2 separate regions of the Mus musculus genome follow, and region 2 is linked to region 1. Evidence: chromatin contacts called from public Hi-C data. All regions are on one chromosome and are shown on one strand. Each heading gives the region's core, a stretch centred on a gene start, on an enhancer-like site or on the middle of the called end of the contact. The rest is flanking DNA. Distances are from core to core; before and after follow the strand shown. Region 1 holds the start of Caln1 (calneuron 1). Region 2 overlaps Caln1 (calneuron 1).

The links. A called contact is a pair of places that touch in the nucleus more often than the background predicts.
Region 2: a contact with region 1 is called in a Hi-C map of cerebral cortex, with 2.3 times the contacts expected there. The contact joins the enhancer-like site here to the promoter of Caln1 in region 1. A contact is called at or near these places in 3 of 39 promoter capture datasets (the C10 cell line, cranial neural crest and second pharyngeal arch cranial neural crest), 3 of 484 Hi-C or Micro-C datasets (cerebellum, cerebral cortex and forebrain) and 8 of 115 datasets of contacts at active chromatin or transcription factors (embryonic basal ganglia, embryonic forebrain, embryonic hindbrain and 5 more).

The regions. Positions count from the first base shown.
Region 1 is chr5:130,446,644-130,452,090 of GRCm38.p6, reverse strand. It overlaps Caln1 (calneuron 1), which reads right to left and starts at 3,299. Exons shown (of 6, transcript NM_021371.2): 1 at 2,633-3,299.
Region 2 is chr5:130,794,737-130,799,696 of GRCm38.p6, reverse strand. All of the region lies in intron 4 of Caln1 (calneuron 1), which reads right to left. Among named protein-coding and RNA genes, the nearest start is that of Gm40337, 58 kb to the left of the region's middle. Within about 2 kb of position 1,751, at least 7 of the 459 cell types and tissues checked have an H3K27ac peak or open chromatin away from gene starts, as enhancers often do. A contact at or near this core is called in cerebral cortex, where this site is marked.

The sequences.
Region 1 (5,447 bases), core at 2,050-4,549:
AGAAGAGGAGGGAGGGAAGGGAGGGAGGGAGGGAGGGAGGGAGGGAGGGAGGGAGGGAGGGAGGGAGGGAAGGGCCGGCAGATACCTTCTACCCTGTCCGGCTGCCCACCCTTATCTACCAAGAGGAAAGGGGTTCAAGGATTCCCATTAGGACTTAACTGTGAGTTTTCTCAGTGATACCAGCTGAATTAAATTATTTTGTTGTTGGTTCATTTGTTTTGAGATAGGATCTATGTGACTGGCTGACTGATTGATTGATTGATTGAGAGAGAGAGTCTCACAATGCAGCCCAGCCTAGCCTCAATCCTCCTGCCTCAGCATCATAGGTGCTGAGGTCACAGACCTTAGCCACCATCCCTGGCTACTTATTCTCTTTCTACAAATGACTCTATGCCACACTGTCAGTGAAGGCTGGGTTGGTGGCAACTGTCACTTTCAGGATTGGAAAAGAGGTGGCATTTTAGTGAACAATCCTAAAACAATTCGAAAGGTGCCCCCCAGCTGCTTCGATTAAACCACACAAGCTTCAACTGACTCTGAAAAGGCCACCTTTCAGAAGCCACCCAGCTCATGACTAGCCTTGGGTATCTGCCAGGACCCCGTGCACTGCTCAAAGAAGTAATGAACAGTCTCCATGACCTGAGCACCATGGGAGGATGCTAAACGAGTCACAGCAAGGGAGCTGCCAGCCCAGGAGAGATCTAAAGGGTCACCTAAGACTTCAGCCAACACCTCACAGTGCAGAATTAGTGAGTACAAGCCAACGGTAGGAAGTGGGGACTTCACTCAGTGGTGGAGCACTCCGAGGAAACGGATACCCAACATTGGGTGTCATCCCCAGTAATGCCAAAGAGAAAATAAAATAAATAAAATCAGGGGGGAAAAAGATGGTTCAGTGGTCAAGAGTGCTTGCTGCTCTTGCAGAGAGGAACTGAGTTTGGTTCCCAGGGCCCATGTCAGGTGGCTTACTTACTTACACTGTAACTCCAGCTTCAGGGAGATTCTATGCCTCTGGCCTCCAACACACACACACACACACACACACACACACACACACCAAATAAGTAAGAAACTAATAAATAACAATAACAACTCACATTGATTGTTACCATATCACTGATGCCCACCTTGCATTAATTAATTAGTTAGTTAATTAATTAATTAAAATGTTAAATCACCACCTCCAACAACCCCAAGGACAGCCGGAGTGGTGCTCTGTGGACAGCATGTCTTGCACCCCACCCTGTAAGACAATTCACACGAAGCAGCTTCACAACCTATGCTTAGCTCCGGGGTGTGTGTGTGTGTGTGTGTGTGTGTGTGTGTGTGTATGTGTGTTTAAAGTTGATCTTTGAGACTGGGAGACAGCAGTTCGATGCAGAACACGAGTCCCTCCACGTGCACAAAAGCATAGGGTTAGAACAGTGCCCCGTTGTCTCTCCTGGTCTTGGTAACTCTGCAGTTCAGACTGCACTGTGCCACTGCAGAACGTAGTTAAGAACACAATTTATCAGACTTCACAGTCACACGCTACCGACTCTTGGCTGCTATATTGTGGACCCAGGAATGTCTCCTTTTTATGTAAAAACAATAAAAAAGAATAGTCTGGGGCCTAGGGATGGCGCCCCAGTCTTGGCACCTAAGGAACTGCATGCAGGCACAGCTACCCCTGGAGGTAAGGAATGAGGCGCAAATGGGATCTCTCACAAACTCCTCGGGCAAAGGAACAGCTTGGAGAAGAAACACTGGGATGGGGGCCGAAGATGCACGTGTCCTGCACTGTGGAATCAAACCGCAGCGCTCAGTCCTGGCTTAGCACCATCTGCTTGTGGATCAAAGTATCCTCGGGTTCTCCCTGAGGCAAGACTAGAACTACCTGCTGCTGCCCAGGCGCCCTCAGACCAAGTCTGAGGAAGTTCACTCCCTGAAGCGCTGGTCTGGGGAAGCTGGGCACCCAGGCAAACCTGGCTTGCGCTAGAGAGGCGGAGTGTCTACCTCTGCCCTCGATCTGGATTAGTTCCAAAGCTTGCCACCCAGAGGTCCCGGTGGGACTGCCTGAGGCCTCTAGGGTCACCCCATGTGCTCCAAGACCACCGATCCTCCCCCAAGGAAGCGAGCATCGGGGTGGGAAGATGGAGATGGAGTGATCCATACCTCCCACCTCCCTAGATAGATCGCCATGACTCCAGCTTCCCGGAGACCAGAATGCCACCAAGGACTCCCACTTAGGCTGCGATGCGGATCGGATCCCCGACACCCAAAGCTCCCTTTTCCCACAACCTGGGTGTCCCCGGGGGCGCGCAGCCCGATGGCCACTAGCACCCAAGACTCCACGAGCTGGGCACAGTCCCGGGATTCCCACGAGTGTACCCAGGCCCTTCTGCAATTCCAGCGTTCCTCACCCACCCTAAGCATGAAGAGAGATCAGGATGGCTCGGGTGACACCCCGGCCCCGAGAGATGGGGTGCTAAGAGCGGGGCCAACAGGTCCGGGAGGCGCTTGTGGGCAGCACACCCGCCCACTCCGAGACTCGCTAGGATAGGGGCATCCGGGGAAGGGACCATTGAAGCAGCGAGGGAGGCAACGATGCAGGGAGGATGCAGGATAAAGACTGGGAGAGAGCATCACTCACCTCTCCTGGAGCCGGAGCTCCGCTGCCCGGCAGCCCAGGCACCTCCTCCGAGGCCCGCAGGGAGGGGGCGACGCGAAACAGAGCGCTCAAGCTGGCGCTCACACGCGTCCCCGCGCGGGCATCCTTCCTCTCCGTAGCCGGCTCCCACGGCGTGCCCCCACTCTGGTTGAGAGGCCGCTTTGCCCAACCCAGCGGCACCCGGGAGCCCGGCGCGGCGCGAGTCTTGCCTTTCCCTTGAGTCTCACAGCTGGGCTTTGCAGAGCCCGCGATGATCTAGGCTGCTCCTTTCTCCCCTGTCCTTGTCCTCGCCTCCCGTCTGGGGGAACGTGCGCCCCGCACCCCCTGCACCGCTCTCGCCTCTACCCCTCCCGCGCCCGCTGGCCGCGCGGGCTTAGCCCATGTGCGCGGCTGCCTCCTCGCTGCGCCCGGGAGCCCAGTGGCCGAGGCCCCGCCGGAGTTGCGCGCCCCAGAAACTCCATGCAGCTCCGGCCTCCTCCCCAGTGCCTCCCCGGTTCCTCCAGATGAAGAAGCCTAGCGGTCTCTAGCAAGGAGATCCCCCTACCACTCTTGGCTTCTTCCCCCCACCGAGGCTGGAGCCTGGTTGCTGGACTGGCTTGGCCACCCCAGTCTCTCTTCTCTTTTCTCCCAGGATTGGGGACCTCCCACCCCCACCCCCACCCCCAAAGCCTCTCCAATGGCTCCCTCCGTTTCCAGGCAGCGCAACCTGAGGAACGCCTCGGTGCGCGCGCACTCACACTCACTCACTCGCTCGCTCGCTCACTCGCTCTCTCACACACATGCACGCTGCACACACAGGCAGACACACGCGGGGGGCGAGCTGCAGCTTAGCAGCCGGCCCTCTTTCCTCTCCTCCCCAGAGAAGCTGCCCACGTTCACATTCGCCAATTGCTTGCTTCTCTCTATTAAACACCTCAGCCCCAACCCAAGCACGCCCACCCCTACCTTAACTCCTTCTTCCCGGATGCCCGATGCCCACGGTTACACCTGAGTCCCCAAATGCCATGGGGGAGGAGGAGGTGTCGACGGAAAGGCTGGTAGTCAAAACCAGGGTGAGAGCAAAATGCTGTGAGCCATCCCTTCGCTATGTCTACGAAGGGCATAAGCACACACACCCACCTCTCATCCCGCGTCCCTAGAGCCCCAGAACATGTGGCCCGTCCCCACTTCTACCAAGGTCATAGTATAGATTCCATAAGAAAGAATGGGTACCTACCTTGACACAAGGTGTGGGGTGGAAACTTCACAGATTGTTTGCAGCCTAACCTGGGGCTGACTTCCCAAGTCTACACCCAGAGAGAATCCTGGTCTCCCTTGACTCACACTTGAAGGGCAACAATTAGCTTAGAGTCACCACTTAGCTTTCTGGGGGACCATCTGACTGCCGTTCAAGTGTCCAGCTGCTAACAGGATACATCTTGCTACCAAGGGTAGTCTTATCAAGAAAAAGATCAAAGTAATAGTCACCTACCCCCGCCCCCAGCCCCCAGAGGGCTCTCATAACCCCTTCCTGCTCCTGATAGGGTGAGCCGGAGAGAGAACAACCCACCTGGTTGGCACTAGCTTTTCTGGTATCTCCCTTTTATCCGAGCTTCCAGGGTCTTATCTCCCTATGAGGACCATGAATCTCAGCAGCCTACACTGTCAGCATCAAAGATGTGGAGACATTTCTTGCTCCAATCAGGAACAACCCGTGGAAAGTCATCTTTAGCGTTTCTTCCAAAAAGCTCAGCCACCACCTCTCCGTTGGCTGGTCCTGCTGCCAAGGGAGTTTGGGCACTGGCAGCCAGTCATCCAAGTTAATCAGGGTCCCCTCCCTGTCTGTGCCTCCTGGCCTGCCGCCTGAGCTGCAGGGTTTCTTGAGTCCCGGCACACTTGCTACTGTTGGCACACCTTTGACATTTAAATTTTCTTAGCCCACGATAGTCCTATCTTTTCATGTCCCAGCCTTCCCTCTCAAATTGTCTTAGAGGCTTCTTGGGTCACCAGGTGAGCTGTGTGTGTTCGTTTCACAGATGTGTGTGGAAGGGGTTGCCATAAAGAGTGAGAAATGAATCAGGTGTGGTGGGGCACACCTGACCTCGAAGCACTGAGGAGGTAGAGACAGGATTATCTGGAATCAGTGAGTTTCCAGGACAGCCTGAGCTTGGTGGTCGGGGGGGGGGGGGGGGGGAGAATGTCAGGTAGATAAATACAGTGGGGAGGGGGAAATCTCAGTATATATTTGGGTAAGAATCACATTCTTTTGTGTGAGGGTGTATGGGTGCACATGTGGAGGCTAGAGGACTCTGGATATTCTCAGTCACCATGCGCCCTGTTTCTTTTTTGAAATGGGTTCTTGCCATTTTTGACTTGTAGGCTACACACTGATTGGCCAAAACACTCTGGGAGTCCCTGCCTCTACCTCCCCAGCACTGGCAGTACAAGTGTGTAAGGGGTACCCACCCAGTTTTTTGGCATGGATTCCTGGGTTAGAAGTCAGGTACCCCCTGGACCTGAGAACACTCCTTTGAGAGTGTCTCCCTATTTAGTCCAGCCCTGAACTCCCAGGGTCACCCCGCCTCAGCCTCCTGGCTTCCAGAGTGGCCGGTACGGATCATCATTCCCAGCTGAAAGCAGTGTCTTCTAACAGTCTGTAGGCCTTTTAAGAAATTCTCTTTCAGGATGGACTTACAGACCAGCAAAACTCACTGGCAAGACAGCAAGGCTATCCACACACAGGGAGTTCCAGGGCGGGGGGTGGGTGAGAGAGTGAAGATTGAGCCACATGACCAGTGTGTTCAAAACTTCTCACTCT
Region 2 (4,960 bases), core at 502-3,001, 350 kb before region 1:
GTCAGTAAAGAAGAAATTCACAGCTGATAAAATAGATTCAGTTCCTCGGGTGACAAAATAAATATTAGCTTTCCTGACACAGGAAAAAAGATTTAGGGATACAAAGATATGAGAAGAGATGACAGGTTGGAGATATATGGAAGGTTGATATCTCTAAGCAGCTGTGAAGAAGGGCAATAGAAACAATACCCTAAAACGTCCTTCAATTTAAAAAGAAAAAGATCCTGGGCACTGGCAGGGTGGCTCAGAGGTTAGGAGTGAGCACTGTTTTTGCTCCCCATATCAGGCATCTCAGGACTGCCTGCACCTTCAGCACCAAGAGATTGGATGCCCTCTTCTGGCACCTGTGGGCATCTGCGCATGGGTGAGCACACACACACACACACACACACACACACACACACAATTAAAAAAAAAGTCCTAAAAATCTGCCTGTCTAGTTTTTGTTGTTAATTGAGTAATATATCTTTTTCTTTCTTTCTTTCTTTCTTTTTTTTTTTTTTTTTTGTTTTTGTTTTTTCGAGACAGGGTTTCTCTGTGTAGCCCTGGCTGTTCTGGAGCTCACTCTGTAGACCAGACTGGCCTCAAACTCAGAAATCCTCCTGCCTTTGCCTCCCAAGCGCTGGGATTAAAGGCATCTGCCACTACTGCCCATCGAGTAATATATCTTAAGAGATGTTTATCTTAGATGTACTTTGAGACTTAAAGTCTTTCTCTTTACCCCCTTATTTATTTATTTATTTATTTATTTATTTACTTACTTACTTACTTACTTACGTGTTTACTTTACATTCCCATCATAGCTCCCTCTCCTCCCAGACTCCCTCACATAGTCTTTCCCTCCATCCCCTCTCCTCTTCACCTTTGAGAAGGGAGCTGTCTCCCCTGGGTACCAACCCACCCTAGAACCTCAGAAACTTGAGGTCTTTCTAATGCAATAAGAAAAAAAAAATCCTCAAATATATAGATGTAAAAGTGAGCCGAATTGTTCTGCCCTTGTGGCTTCTGTCGGGGCTGCAGTTTATAGTGGTCAGCTACCAATTTGAGTAGATGCCATCCCATGATTTGAAAGTAGAGTGGGCTTTACCCTCTTGAAGCAAGGAAGCAACAGCTCTTGCCAGTGTGCATGTATAGTTTTGATATTCCTTCATCTGATGGAGAACAGCTTCCCTCCAGACTTCAGATCTCTGGCAGCAGCGAGTTTGAACATAAAATGCATGCAGTCCCTCTGACATGAAGGTCCTAATTAAAACACTTCAGCTCTGAGGAGAAGAAAAGGTGGTGTAACTGGGGATGGGGAGATGGTTCCATTGGTAAAGTGCTTGTCTGGCTGCACTGGGACTGGAGTTTGGATCTTTGGTGCTCAGGTAAGGTCCAGACACAGTGATAGCAGCCTCTAATCCCAGCACTGGGGAATCAGAGACAGGAGGTTCCTGGGAGCTCCCAGGCAGCCAGTCTAGCTTGATTGGTGAGTCCTAGCTTCAGTGAGAGACACAGTCCTTCCAAAATAAGGTGAAGATGTCTCTCATGCCACCAAGCCACCAAATATGAGTTCAATCTCTGGAACCTATGCGGTAGAAGGAAAAAACTGGGTCCTGCAAGTTGTCCTCTGATTTCCCCCCCCCCCCCATATATACATAACCCTGCTTGGACTTCTCCCTGACATGTGCATATTGCAGGAGCATATAGAGATGCCACTGGGATTTCAGTAGGAGTCTGACACCTGGCAAGGTGATGATTCATCTGCAGAAGGCAACAGACTATGAATCAGTCACACGCGCACATGGCCAGAAAGCCTGCCATCCACCACCCCGGCCTATGTAAACTATTTAAAGTGCACAGTGGCCCTGTGGGAGATGGATCAATGTAGATTTCACGATTAGAAGGTAGCCTGGCCTGGGCCTGCATGCCTGCTATCCCAGCTTCCAGAGGAGGCTGAGGCTGGAAGATTGAAAACTCAAGGCCAACCTGATCAACACGGGGAGACACAATCTCAGAATTAAAAGTGAAAAGCAGCAGGCTGGGGGTATAGCCCAGCGGCTGAGCATCTGTCAGGCTCTGGGATCAGTACTTAGCATGTTAAGAAAGGTGTGTGTGTGTGTGTGTGTGTGTGTGTGTGTGTGTGTGTGTGTGTTGCAACATGCTGTAAGAGGTTAGAACCATTCCAGTATACAATTTAATCCCTGGGCCCCACATGATAGAAGAAGAGAATCAACTCCTGCAAATTGTTCTCTTCCCTTCACATGAGCACTGTGGCATGCCTGCACACACACAAGCATACACACGCCAATTTTAAAAAGGTCCAAAATAATATCCTCAGCGCACTTATCCTCCCAGTAAGGACATTTGCAGGAAAACAAAACGAAAAGCTCCAGAAAGCCTTTTGAGTCGATTTAATTGACAAACAAGAGGCAGTTTTATAAGGCTATGTGGGGGTACCGTGGAGTCTTGGGAGAGAAATAAAGACTACAACACTCTTCACAACTTGGGGGACAACTTTGACTTGAAAACAGAAAGCATAGATGCTCCCCCCTCTTTCCTCCTATCTGGGGCTATAAGACCCTCAGATCTGTCTGCTTCTGGGACAGTTCAAAGTTTATTCAATTCATGGTTCAAGGGATCTTTTAGTTAGGCACAATCAATCGCCAATTCCAAGATCAATGGCTCCCAGTCCAACTTAGTGAGATACCTATCCCTCAGTTCTGAATCATCAGAAAAGGCTCCTGGCTCACACTTTATTTAGGGAGGCTATAGATGGCTAGATACATCAAACAGAGGCTTCCTTGTGCCCAAAGGACAAATTTATTTGAAGGATGGTACTGGGATTTAAACATGCAATGTCCTCATAGGTTCATGCATCTGAAAATTGGTCTTTTGCTGTTGACGTCATTTGAGAAGGCTGTGAAACCTTTAAAAGGAAGTGGGCTACTAGAGGCGGGCCTTTACCCAGCTGCACTTCCTGTCTAACCCCCTGCTTCCAGACTGCAGATGTAATGGGAGCAGCTTCTGCCTGCTGGAGTTGCTGTGTCTCTGCTTCCACAATGACAGTTACTATATTCTCTAGAACTGTGGTCCAAAATAAAGCCATCCCCAAGTTTCTGCTTGTCAGGTATGTTCTCACAGCGAGAAAAAAAAAAAACAAAAAAACTCACAAGTACAAATGTGATTGATGCAGGGCAGCACAGAATTACATCTGAGCCATGAAGAAGGAGATATTTAAAGCTGAAAACATCACTGTCTCCAGCAAGGGTGGCTAGGGGCCACTGCTTGGAACTTTCCAAGAAGGGGCTTTCTGCCTCGTCAGAGTAGATTCCCTGTCGATTCCTTCTAGATGTCTCTTCTGACGCCCACAGCTGTCATCTTGCCCGAGTTCTCAGAAACCCAGAGCCCATTCTCATAGGGACAGGAGATCTGTTTCATAAAATGAAGAAAAAGGACAGAGCTATTGGGTGTTTCTTTCCCCCTGTGGTTTAGACAATTGTGACGCTGGTAGCCTGGTTAGTGGGGTCCCAAAGCGAGATATTCCAGTTACAGCTGATTCTAACATAACAAAACAAACAAACAAGCAACAAAAATGCTGTGCTGCCTGGAGCGCAGCTAGAAGGAAGGAATGGCACATCAGTTTCTGAGTATTCATTCATTGAGCAAGGATGCCTGCAAGCTGTTTGCCACAGACCCTCGGATAACACGCTGATAACCTTGGAGAGGTAAAAGGAAATAGTAATAGAGCCAACTGGAGCTTTCCTAACCTTGATCCCACTAATTTGGAACTTCCGTAAGCTCCCAAGGAGCTTATAAGTCAATTTCAAAACCTCAGCATTACCAAGTTTGGAGTTATATGCTCACCTCATAATAGCATTCAGATCACTAACTTGATTATATTAGCTATGACAGTGCACTTTAGCATTGGCCTTTCTGTACTGTATAATACTGTTTGGATAATCAGCGAAGGAAAAATCCTGGATCACTAGAACTCTAGGGTGGTGGGAAGTTACTTAAGATTTTTCCCCTTAGCTATGTGTTTGTTTATAAAGGTAGAAGTCAGGTGTGGTGGACATGGCTGGAGTCCTGACATGGCTGATGCAGGTGGATTACCAAACTGGAGGCCAGCTCGAGCTATGTTGTAGGACTCTGTCTCAGAACCATAATAAGTAAAATAATAAATAAATAAATAAGCAAATACATAAATGCAGAGGGGCGAGCATGCATACCAGACATCTCCAAAGGAATAAATGGGATGATACCCAACTGGGGAATGAGGAGCTTTCTCAGAGTGCTCACTTATAAACGCATGAAGAGCACAGTTTAGATCTCAGAAGCCAGGCTCATGTTGGCCAGGCATAGTGCCCTGCCTAAAATCACTCAGAAGTCAGACACAAAGACGTCTCAAGGATAGGCTGAGCTCCACTTTCAGCAAAAGGCCCTACTTTAGCATATAGGGTGGACACTCCCAATGTCAAGCTCTGGTTCCACATGCATGAACATAGGCAAACATGGGTACTTGTACATACACCTGTATTCATAGATGCATGTATGTGTGCCATACGCACATACACATACAAGAAACCCCACCCATAGTTGATAGTAACAGATTATACTAAGAATGATGACTACAGCAAAACTGAATCCTCTGATCATTTTATTGCTGAAAAAAATTAGATCCTGGGTCATCAGCTACATTTATAGTAAAATAGGATTGCTACCTATGGTGGTTTGAATATGCTTGGCCTAGGGAGTGGCTCTATTTGGAGGTGTGGCCTTGTTGGAGTATGTGTGGCCTTGATGAAGGAAGTATGTCATTTTGGGTGTGGGCTTTAAGATCCTCATCCTAGCTGCCAGGAAGCCAGTCTTCTCCTAGTGGCCTTCAGATGAAGATGAAGAACTCTCAGCGCCTCCTGCACTATGCCTGCCTGGATAGTGCCATGCTCGTACCTTGTTGATAATGGACTGAAATCTGAAC